Linked DNA regions of Triticum aestivum: all the other regions are linked to region 2. A link is a contact called in public Hi-C data. All regions are on one chromosome and are shown on one strand. Each heading gives the region's core, a stretch centred on a gene start, on an enhancer-like site or on the middle of the called end of the contact. The rest is flanking DNA. Distances are from core to core; before and after follow the strand shown.

Region 1 (2,908 bases), core at 222-2,721, 200 kb after region 2:
AAAGCGCTACTAAGAACGCCATCATCGTCCGATCCGGGAGACCCAGATCTAGGGTTTCCCCTGGAGCATCCCGAGCCCGATGACGCCAACTGCGACAACGATGCCTCGACAAGGAAACGACATCAAAGACGCCGCCATCGTTCGCCATGACCGTAGTCGGCGCGATTTTCATCGGCAGTTGCGCCACCGGGCGTACGGCGCCGGCCTCGCTGGTTCCTTCGACCGTAGCAAACTCCAAAACGATGCCCTGAAGAGGGACTACGGCGCAAGAGCACCATCATCGCTCGATCCCATGGAGATCTAGGGTTTTCCCCGGAGTTGCCCGGGTTGTCAAGGACCAGACAAAGATGCCGACGTGTCGCACTTGCCATCGCGTCGACCATGACCCGGAGACCAAGCTCACGCCTAAGCCCAGATCTGGCCGCGCCGCCGCCGATCTGGTCACGCCGCCGTCGTCCATGGCGACCGTGGCGCCCCACATTTTGAAGCCGCCTGCCATGGGGAATGGGATCGCCGGAGCGCCGCCAGCCCCCGTCGTGACGTCCGGCCGGACGCCACGCTCCGGCCCGGGGGCGCCGGCCCGCGCCAGCTCCTCACGAGCGGGAGGGCACCTAGTCCCCGCCGCCGCCGGCAACGGTAAGGCTTTGCCTGGCCGCGCCCTTGGGCGGCGGCGAGGGAGGAGGACGACGAGAGGGGGAGTCGGGGACGACGGGATCTGGAGGCCTCCCAGCCGCCGCACAGGGGCGACTCGGGAGGGACGGGAGGAACGGGAATCTTGAGTTAACAAATGATGGAGGTCGTATAACTGTCCATATCGTGGGATTATAGAAGCTAGTACGTGGTAGTAGTATTTTGTGTAAGGAAAGAGGCTCAGGCTACTGCTGTATGCTACTGTAGTTTGGTTTGTGATTAAGATTGTCAAAGGTTGTCACATTAAGATTAGGCTAGGTTTGATCAACTTAGATGAGTGTTCGGTTCAAACTACATCTTACGTAAAGCCATACTAGGGCCTCACATGATATACACATAAAATGTGTGGCAAGATTCACTTAGGCTTGCCAACTTGTGTCTCTCATTTGTTGAATTAATCTTAGACAATCTTGGCAAAAATGTGTGGCAAAATATAACAATGCATGGCCTAAAACCAAACCGCCCCAAATTCCAACCCCAGCCAAGCATTGAGATAGACCAGCAAGATCTTTCATTATTGGAATTCGCAGAAACTTCCGAGTCACACTCACTTGCTCCCACCGGTCTCAAGTCTTGATCAGGCACACGCACGTAGTGGTAGTAGTACATCCGACCGATTAATTGGAATGGATCGAACCGCGAGCGGCGCGTAGAGCGGTCGTACGTGTTCATCCAGTGAGATTAGTCAGCAAAGACACTTAATTCGCTACGACTTATCTGCGTGCAGACGAAAAATGTTTGGTGAGTCAAGGATGCAGGGAAGAACATGTCACATGTGACTAGTAGAACGCGAGGTCGCCATCTGTCTGACACCGGACTGATCCTGGAACAGTAGGATGCATGCGCCCACGCACGAATAGTCGCGCGCAAGTTGGAGGACTCGATCAGGAAATTACGAGGAAACGTGAGTGCGGTTTGTCTCGGGTCTTGGTTTTTTCCGGACGCAGCTCTCAGTCGGCTGGGCTTACGAAGGCGATGTCTTGCGCTGAAGGTGATCGTTTCACGATTTGGCGGCTAGAGCTGCGGCCCTGAACGAGAGACTGGTAGCATGTTTTCGAATTGATTCAGCGGGTTAGACTGCAGATGGCATGCCTTCATGGGGATTTAGCGTAGCAAAAATGCATCGAAGGCCTCTAGCGTTATGAGAGCTTACGCAATAACTTCAATATTTTATCGTGTTCTCGAGGTTATTTAGAGGTTTAGATCTTGAATTGCTTGTTTTCATGGGAATTTAGCACAAATATGTCTTTTTTTGGTGTTCTTAGTCCACCAACATGATTACGAGGAGATTTTAGTGTTACTAGTACATATGTCCGCGCGTTGTAACGGGAGAGAATTGTTTTTATGAGAGACAACGAGAGAGATAATTGATGTGTCCATAAAAAACGGCGCCCGCGGCGAGGAGCTGCGGTCTTCTCTTGACTCGTGTGTTTTCCTCTGAGATCTTGATAATGGTGGGGTTTGTCGGCGTGACGGCGACCACCCAACTAGTGTCTTTTTTTTCCTCTGGGTACACCTTTGTCTTCGGGTTGTGGCAGCCCGGCGACCTTCGCGGCACGGTTGCTTCGAGCACTCTCTCATACAACAGCGTATCTGGATGGATTGCTAACCGTAGCGAATAAATCTCATTTCATTAGCATATTCTTTTTTTGAACACAGTACAGACGCAAGCGCTCATATACACGCGCATACACTTATCCCTATGAACGCACACACGCACACCCTACCCCTATGAGCACCTCCGAAAGACTGAGCCGGCATATCATCTTGAACTTTACGAAGTCGCCGTAGGCACCTCGTCGTCGACGAGAACGTCTCCTCCCACTGAATGCGCATCGCCGGAAATTCTAAAATAAATCCAAGGATAAATGCGAGCAACAGGACTTGAACCCTGGTGGGCTGGGGATACCACAGTACCTCTAGCATATTTAGCGCACAAACATACATAAATGTCCTTTCTTTATAAGGATTTATCTCGGCCAGCTCACTGGCAGGCACCGAAACGGCCTGTATTTGTAAGCCATTAGTACAAAAATAAAAAAAAGGTGCGTTAAAGATCAAACTCACGACTTCAAAGACCCGATCATGTCCTGCTAGCCATTCGAACAAACACGTCCTGCTAATCCATGTCCAGCGTGAATATTTAAGAACATACCGCACTGTAAGATTCGGAATATTTTCTTTATTTTTGTTGATTCTTTTTTAACTTTTCAAAATA
Region 2 (2,795 bases), core at 184-2,683:
GGGATTTTTTTTTGAGGCAAGAGTTTGTGGGATCTGTTTTTTTAAAACAATCTCACGAAGCTTTTATTAAGTCGTCACAGTGTTTACAGGGACGGATGGAAGATCTCCGGGATGACCTAACCAGACACGGCGGCCAAGCCCTAGAGAAAGTGCATGCTTCGCTAAATTGTGAGTCTCAAAATTTGAGCTCCTAAATTCATGACTAAATTTACAAAAATCAAAAGTCGAAGAATGATCTAAAATTTCATGTATGATCGCTCCATAACTGGACGCATTCTCCTTATGGATATCTTCTATGACAATCTTGCAGTCCGAGGCCACATGTATACGCCGTAGATATAGGTCCTCTGAGAGGGCTAGTGCCTCTCGAATTGGCAGGGCTTCGAGGGTTTGAGGATCTGCTAGAATGCTCTTACCGCCGGGAGCTCCTATTGGACGCTGTAGGCGTCCGTTGGAGAACTGGCGCCTGCAGCGACCAGCCATGGGCCGCGGCAAATTAAGAGAAGATCGCTCCCTCGCTCCCCCTTCGTTTGCTCGCTCGCTCGCTGAAGAAAAACAGACTCGCATCGCTGGGTTTTTTTGGGCTGTGCTGCGCTTCTGGTTCAGGGAAAAGACCGGCCTCCGTTTTTTTACAACTTTGAATATGTTTGTGAAAAAAGGTCATATAATATTAAGAAAAGTTCGTCAATTTTGAACAATAATGTTCACAAATCTGAAAAAAGTTCATTGGATTTGAAAAAAGTTCATCAGATTAAAAAAAGTTCATCAAATTGAAAATAGTTCATTGGATCTGGAAAAAAAGTTCATCAAATCGAAAAAAGTTCATTCGATTTGGAAAAAAAGTTCGTCGGATTGAAAAAAGTTCATCGGAATCTGGAAAAAGTTCATCGATTTTTAGAATAAGTTCAAAAAAAGTTTAAAAGTTCATTCACTTTCGAAAAAGTTAATCGAGTTTGAAAAACAAATCATTGAAATTGAAAAATAGTTCATCGGTATACAGAAAAAGTTCACGAACTAGAAATCGTCTATTTGTAAACATTTTTCGCATTTAAGAAAAGAAAACAGGAAACAAAAAAAGAAAGGGGAACAAACGCATGAAACAAAGGTATAAAAAGATGGAAAGGAGCCATCTGTTCACGAGTCAGGGCGGTGGCGTAGTGGTCTGTGAATTTTCTGTTAACTGAGAGATTGTTGGTTCGATTCCTGGCTGTGCACGCTTTCGCTAACTCTCCTTTTTTTGTTTCGAAAACAGTGGGGAAAGGGTAGTTGGGCCGAGCCCAGCTAGCGCCGCTGCAGGCGCCCGTTTGCGGAAACAGCTATAACCAGCGCCTGCAGCGCCAAATAGGAAATGCCCTTACCGCCTCAAGGCTTATTGCAGAAACCAAACTTCGGGCCCTCCCTTATGTGGCCCAGCCCAACCACGAGCCCCTCAGTCCATCACAGGCCACATCTCGGCGCTGCTTACACCCCTAAAAAAAATAATCTCTGTGCTGCTTCGTCTATCCCTCCCACCGTCCTCGGCTCCCCGGGGATCCCGCCGTCGCCGCCGCCGGCCCGCGTTGGTGCCGCCCTGGCTCTTTCAACTTGGAAGGGCTGCCACCACCGCCTCCTCCCTCCGCGCCAGTCCCCGCAAGCGCTCCTCGGCACCCCTCCTCCTGCCGTCGGATCCCCTCACCGTGAGTTCCGTGCTCCCTTGATTCCGATTCCCTAGTGTCCTCATAATCCCTTGGTGCCCGATAGATGCTAGGGTTAGCTATCCTTCGATGTGTTGTTAGTTTGATTGATGGAACGCCCTGCTGTTTATGCTGCCGTGCCCCGTATTAGGGTTCTCTTAAATTCGATGCAGTTTCATGCAATACTATTAGGGTTCAATTCATTCGGTTGGTTCAGTTTCATTGCAATACTAAAACACAAGATGGATATTGTACCACGCTGTGTTGTTTTGCTATGCTTTATCGATTTTGATTTATGATTCGAATTTCACATCAACTGCACCTCGGTCCCATACTTCTTTTTATGTCACACAACGCGTGTGCTGTGGGTAGTTTACTCTTCTGGTTAATTTTCAGCCTAGGGATTTATATTGTTTCATTTAGTTGAGTCCTGCTGCCATCATGTGCAGCTTCTCTGGTGGTTGCACAGAGGCACGTTTTGTTCGCTTTGTCACACGTCAAAAATTCGTTCCAGGTTATTGTTTTGTTTCTTATCTTTCTTGTACATGTGATGATTTGTAGGTAGCATCTGATTGGCAGTGGACAGGGCAAGATGTCTGGCGGCAATGTGAGTTGCTGCTACTCGTAATTCTTTCTATCTGCAGAGAAGCCAGTGTGGTGCATTTGAGGATTTTGAGCTGATCCTCTGCTTGTTATGATGCGTAGCCTGCAGGTGTGGATAACACTTTCCGTAGGAAATTTGACAAGGAGGAGTACTTGGAGCGAGCTCGACAGAGAGAGCGGGATGAGAAGGTCCTCCACGGCGTCCTACTGTTTTTTGAAAACTAAACATGATCATATTCATACTTCTCTCTTGTTCAATACATTGCTAACATTTGCTCTGTCTTTCTCCCTTGGTTATGCAGGATGAAGCCCGGAGAGGCAAGGGTATGCACTCCGTGTAAAGTTATTAATTCTATTAAATCTGTAGCCTTACTGTTATTATCATGCAAAACTGAATTATTTCCTCTACAAACGTCAGACAGGGGCCCTCCTGTGCAAAGACAGCCTTTGAAGCATAGGGATTATGAAGTTGATCTTGAGTCTCGTCTTGGTAAAACCCAGGTTCGTCAGATCATATAG
Region 3 (2,764 bases), core at 169-2,668, 240 kb before region 2:
GAAATATATTTGCGTTCATGCTTTTTTTAGTTAAAGAACATTTTTTTTTAAATGGCAAAAAAAATTGGAATTCATGAACATTTTTCAAAGCAACGAAGAAAATTCAAACATGCTCAAAAATTCAAAATTATGAACAATTTCTGAAAAAGTGAACAATTTTATTAATATGGTTAATATTTTTACTAAATAGACACTGACCAATTATTAACATACGATGAATATTTTATTTATATACAATGAACTTCTTTCAATAGATGGTGAACAATTTTCAATTACACACTCAAAGTTTTTAAAATATGTTGAACATTTTTACAAAATACACACTGAAGAATTATTTAATATATGATGAACATTTTATGTATATACAATGAAGGTTTCTTTAATATACAGTGAACAGTTTTCAAATTACACACCGAACTTTTTAAATACAGTGAACATTTTCTTCAAAATACACACTAAACTATTGTTGTTCACGCAATAAAAAATTGTTCATGAATTCAAAAAAGGTTCACAAATTTAAAAATTGTGAACAAATTACAGAAAAGGGCAAGGTGTGTTTTATCTTCTTCTTTTTGCTTCAAACACATATATGTATGTGCGTAGGGCTGGACACGAGCCGAGCCGAGCCGAGTTTGACCCGAGCTAGGCTTTGGCTCGCCCGTGTGCGAGCTGGCTCGGCTCGGCTCGGTTGGTGAACGAGCCCACTTTTAGTGGCTCGGCTCGTCTTGCCTGCTGCTCGGTCCAGCCCGAGCGGCTCGTGTGAGTGAGTGCCGATGTATGTTCAGTGTGCATGGGAGCGGCCGGTGTGTGCGTGCGCGCCGCCGGGCGACGCCGGTGAAGTGTGGGCTTGCAAAGTCTCCTCCGCATGGCCGGTTGCCGGGGTCATCGTCAAGAGAGGAGCGCATGGACTGGAGGTCGTACCTGCTTTTGCCGGCGAGGAATCACGGGAGCGACGAACGACGGCGTCCAGCGCAGCGGCGAACAGGCATGTACGCCGTCTGTGTCTACGGCGAGCCATCCAGCGTCATGCGAGGCGAGGAGGACGATGTCTGGTGGTGGCCATTGGCTGGACGGTGGCGGGCGCGGCAAGGCGCAAACCCTAAGCAGCGGCGGCTGCATTCGCTCGCTAGGGGAGGCACATGTGAGTCGGGGTGCTTTTAGTGGGCTTGGGCTGCTCGTGTAGGCTGCTATGTCTAGGCAATGGGCTGAAAATTATCAAAAAAAATTAATTGGGCTGCGAAATGAGCCACCGAGCTGGACCGAGCGGAAACCGGCTCGGCTCGGTCGTCGAACGGGCCTAAATTTGCTAGCTCGGCTCGGCTTCTTTTCTTGTCGGGCCGAGCTGAGTCGGGCCGAGCTGGAGCGAGTTTCGGATGGAGCCAAAAAGCTCGTTCGAGCGTCCAGTCCTAATGTGCGGCTGGGCGTTGGCTCGCGTCGCGTCACGCGCGCATGTGTTACATTTTCCTTCCCTTAATCAATTCCTTGGAGGAAAGCACGACCACGTCAAGTCGATCGTTTTTAGCAGAAATTTGCCAGGCTTTATTAATTAGAGTTCCGCTTCGGTACAACACCCCTAGAAAACGTATAAAGGGCATTACAGTCTTTTCACAAGGTATGTACGATGCCCGCTTGAATATACGCCCTACGCACCCGGTGACTGGGCCAGCCCATGAAGGTTTCCGCAGTACGCAACAGTATGACAGCCATGTAATATCAGACAGGAATAAAAAGAGACCTCACAAAGATTCGAACTCCGCACCTCTAGCCCACAAAGGAAAGTTGCAGACCAGTCACCCTGAGAAGCTTTGGTGACAAAATCTGAGCGAGCCCCTTAAAGAGCTACTACGCAGAATATGAAAACACGAGAATTTCTGAAATAAAAAAACCAAACATTTTTAGAAGTCGTGAATATTTATTTATTTTTAAATAAAAATAATTCTGAAATTTCCGAGTTTTGTGAAAACGTGAATGTTTTTAGAGTTCTGAGAAAAAATCCAACATGGCATCGTTTTTTAACAATCATGACAAGTTTTAGAGAACAATATATTTTTGGAAAACCCTGTACATTTTTAAACTACTAAATAACTTTTTAAAATGTGAATATTGTTTTGCAATTTCCGAAAAAAGTCACAAACATTTTTAAAAGGAAAAATAAGTATGACAATAACAAATAAACAAAAAAAGAAAAAACTTAAACAATGAAAAAAACATAAAGCAAAATAAAAGGAAAAAATAAAAAATAAATAAAACTGAAAACACGGTAAAATAAAAGTGAAAAACTAGAAGGTCCCCAAGTTGGGGTGGGGGTAGTTCCTACGCTATTTGCAGAAATGGCTGACCCAAACTCGTCTCTCGGCCGCTTGCCTTATGCGAAACAGTGGCAATCTGAAGTATTTGTCTGCTTTTCTCAAAGAAAAATATTTTTTCTTCTCTTCTTTTTTCTGCTTTTCTGCTTTTTTTGTTTTCATTCTCTTTCTTCACCAATTATTTTCTATTTTTACTTTATTATTATTTTTGAAATCCTTATTTTTAAAAAATATTGTTTGCAATACCAAAATAGCCATACAATGATGAAAAGCGTTCAAACCTTGCATGCGTGCTTTCCATGGGCATTCCCACCTTGTTGAAAAAGTTGGGTCATTTCAAGATGTCCAAAAACAGATGATATTCAACGGAGGGTGTTCGGGTAAGGCTAGAAGGGTCCATTTGAATGCACATTTTTTTCGACGTCCCTCAAATGGTCCAAATGCTTTCCACCAGCTTC

What was found. A called contact is a pair of places that touch in the nucleus more often than the background predicts.
Region 1: a Hi-C map of leaf shows a contact between it and region 2, with 3 times the contacts expected there. The contact joins the enhancer-like site here to the promoter of LOC123054782 in region 2. A contact is called at or near these places in 2 of 5 Hi-C or Micro-C datasets (both in leaf) and 1 of 1 datasets of contacts at active chromatin or transcription factors (leaf).
Region 3: a contact with region 2 is called in a Hi-C map of leaf, with 5 times the contacts expected there. The contact joins the enhancer-like site here to the promoter of LOC123054782 in region 2. A contact is called at or near these places in 2 of 5 Hi-C or Micro-C datasets (both in leaf).

What each region holds. Positions count from the first base shown.
Region 1 is chr2D:592,668,835-592,671,742 of IWGSC CS RefSeq v2.1, forward strand. No RefSeq gene overlaps it. Among protein-coding and RNA genes, the nearest start is that of LOC100136986, 17 kb to the left of the region's middle. Within about 2 kb of position 1,472, at least 1 of the 8 cell types and tissues checked has an H3K27ac peak or open chromatin away from gene starts, as enhancers often do. A contact at or near this core is called in leaf, where this site is marked.
Region 2 is chr2D:592,472,044-592,474,838 of IWGSC CS RefSeq v2.1, forward strand. LOC123054782 (zinc finger matrin-type protein 2) reads left to right here and starts at 1,434. Exons shown (of 11, transcript XM_044478626.1): 1 at 1,434-1,676; 2 at 2,235-2,280; 3 at 2,379-2,465; 4 at 2,579-2,600; 5 at 2,695-2,777. The coding sequence starts at 2,266.
Region 3 is chr2D:592,228,498-592,231,261 of IWGSC CS RefSeq v2.1, forward strand. No RefSeq gene overlaps it. Among protein-coding and RNA genes, the nearest start is that of LOC123054778, 18 kb to the left of the region's middle. Within about 2 kb of position 1,419, at least 5 of the 8 cell types and tissues checked have an H3K27ac peak or open chromatin away from gene starts, as enhancers often do. A contact at or near this core is called in leaf, where this site is marked.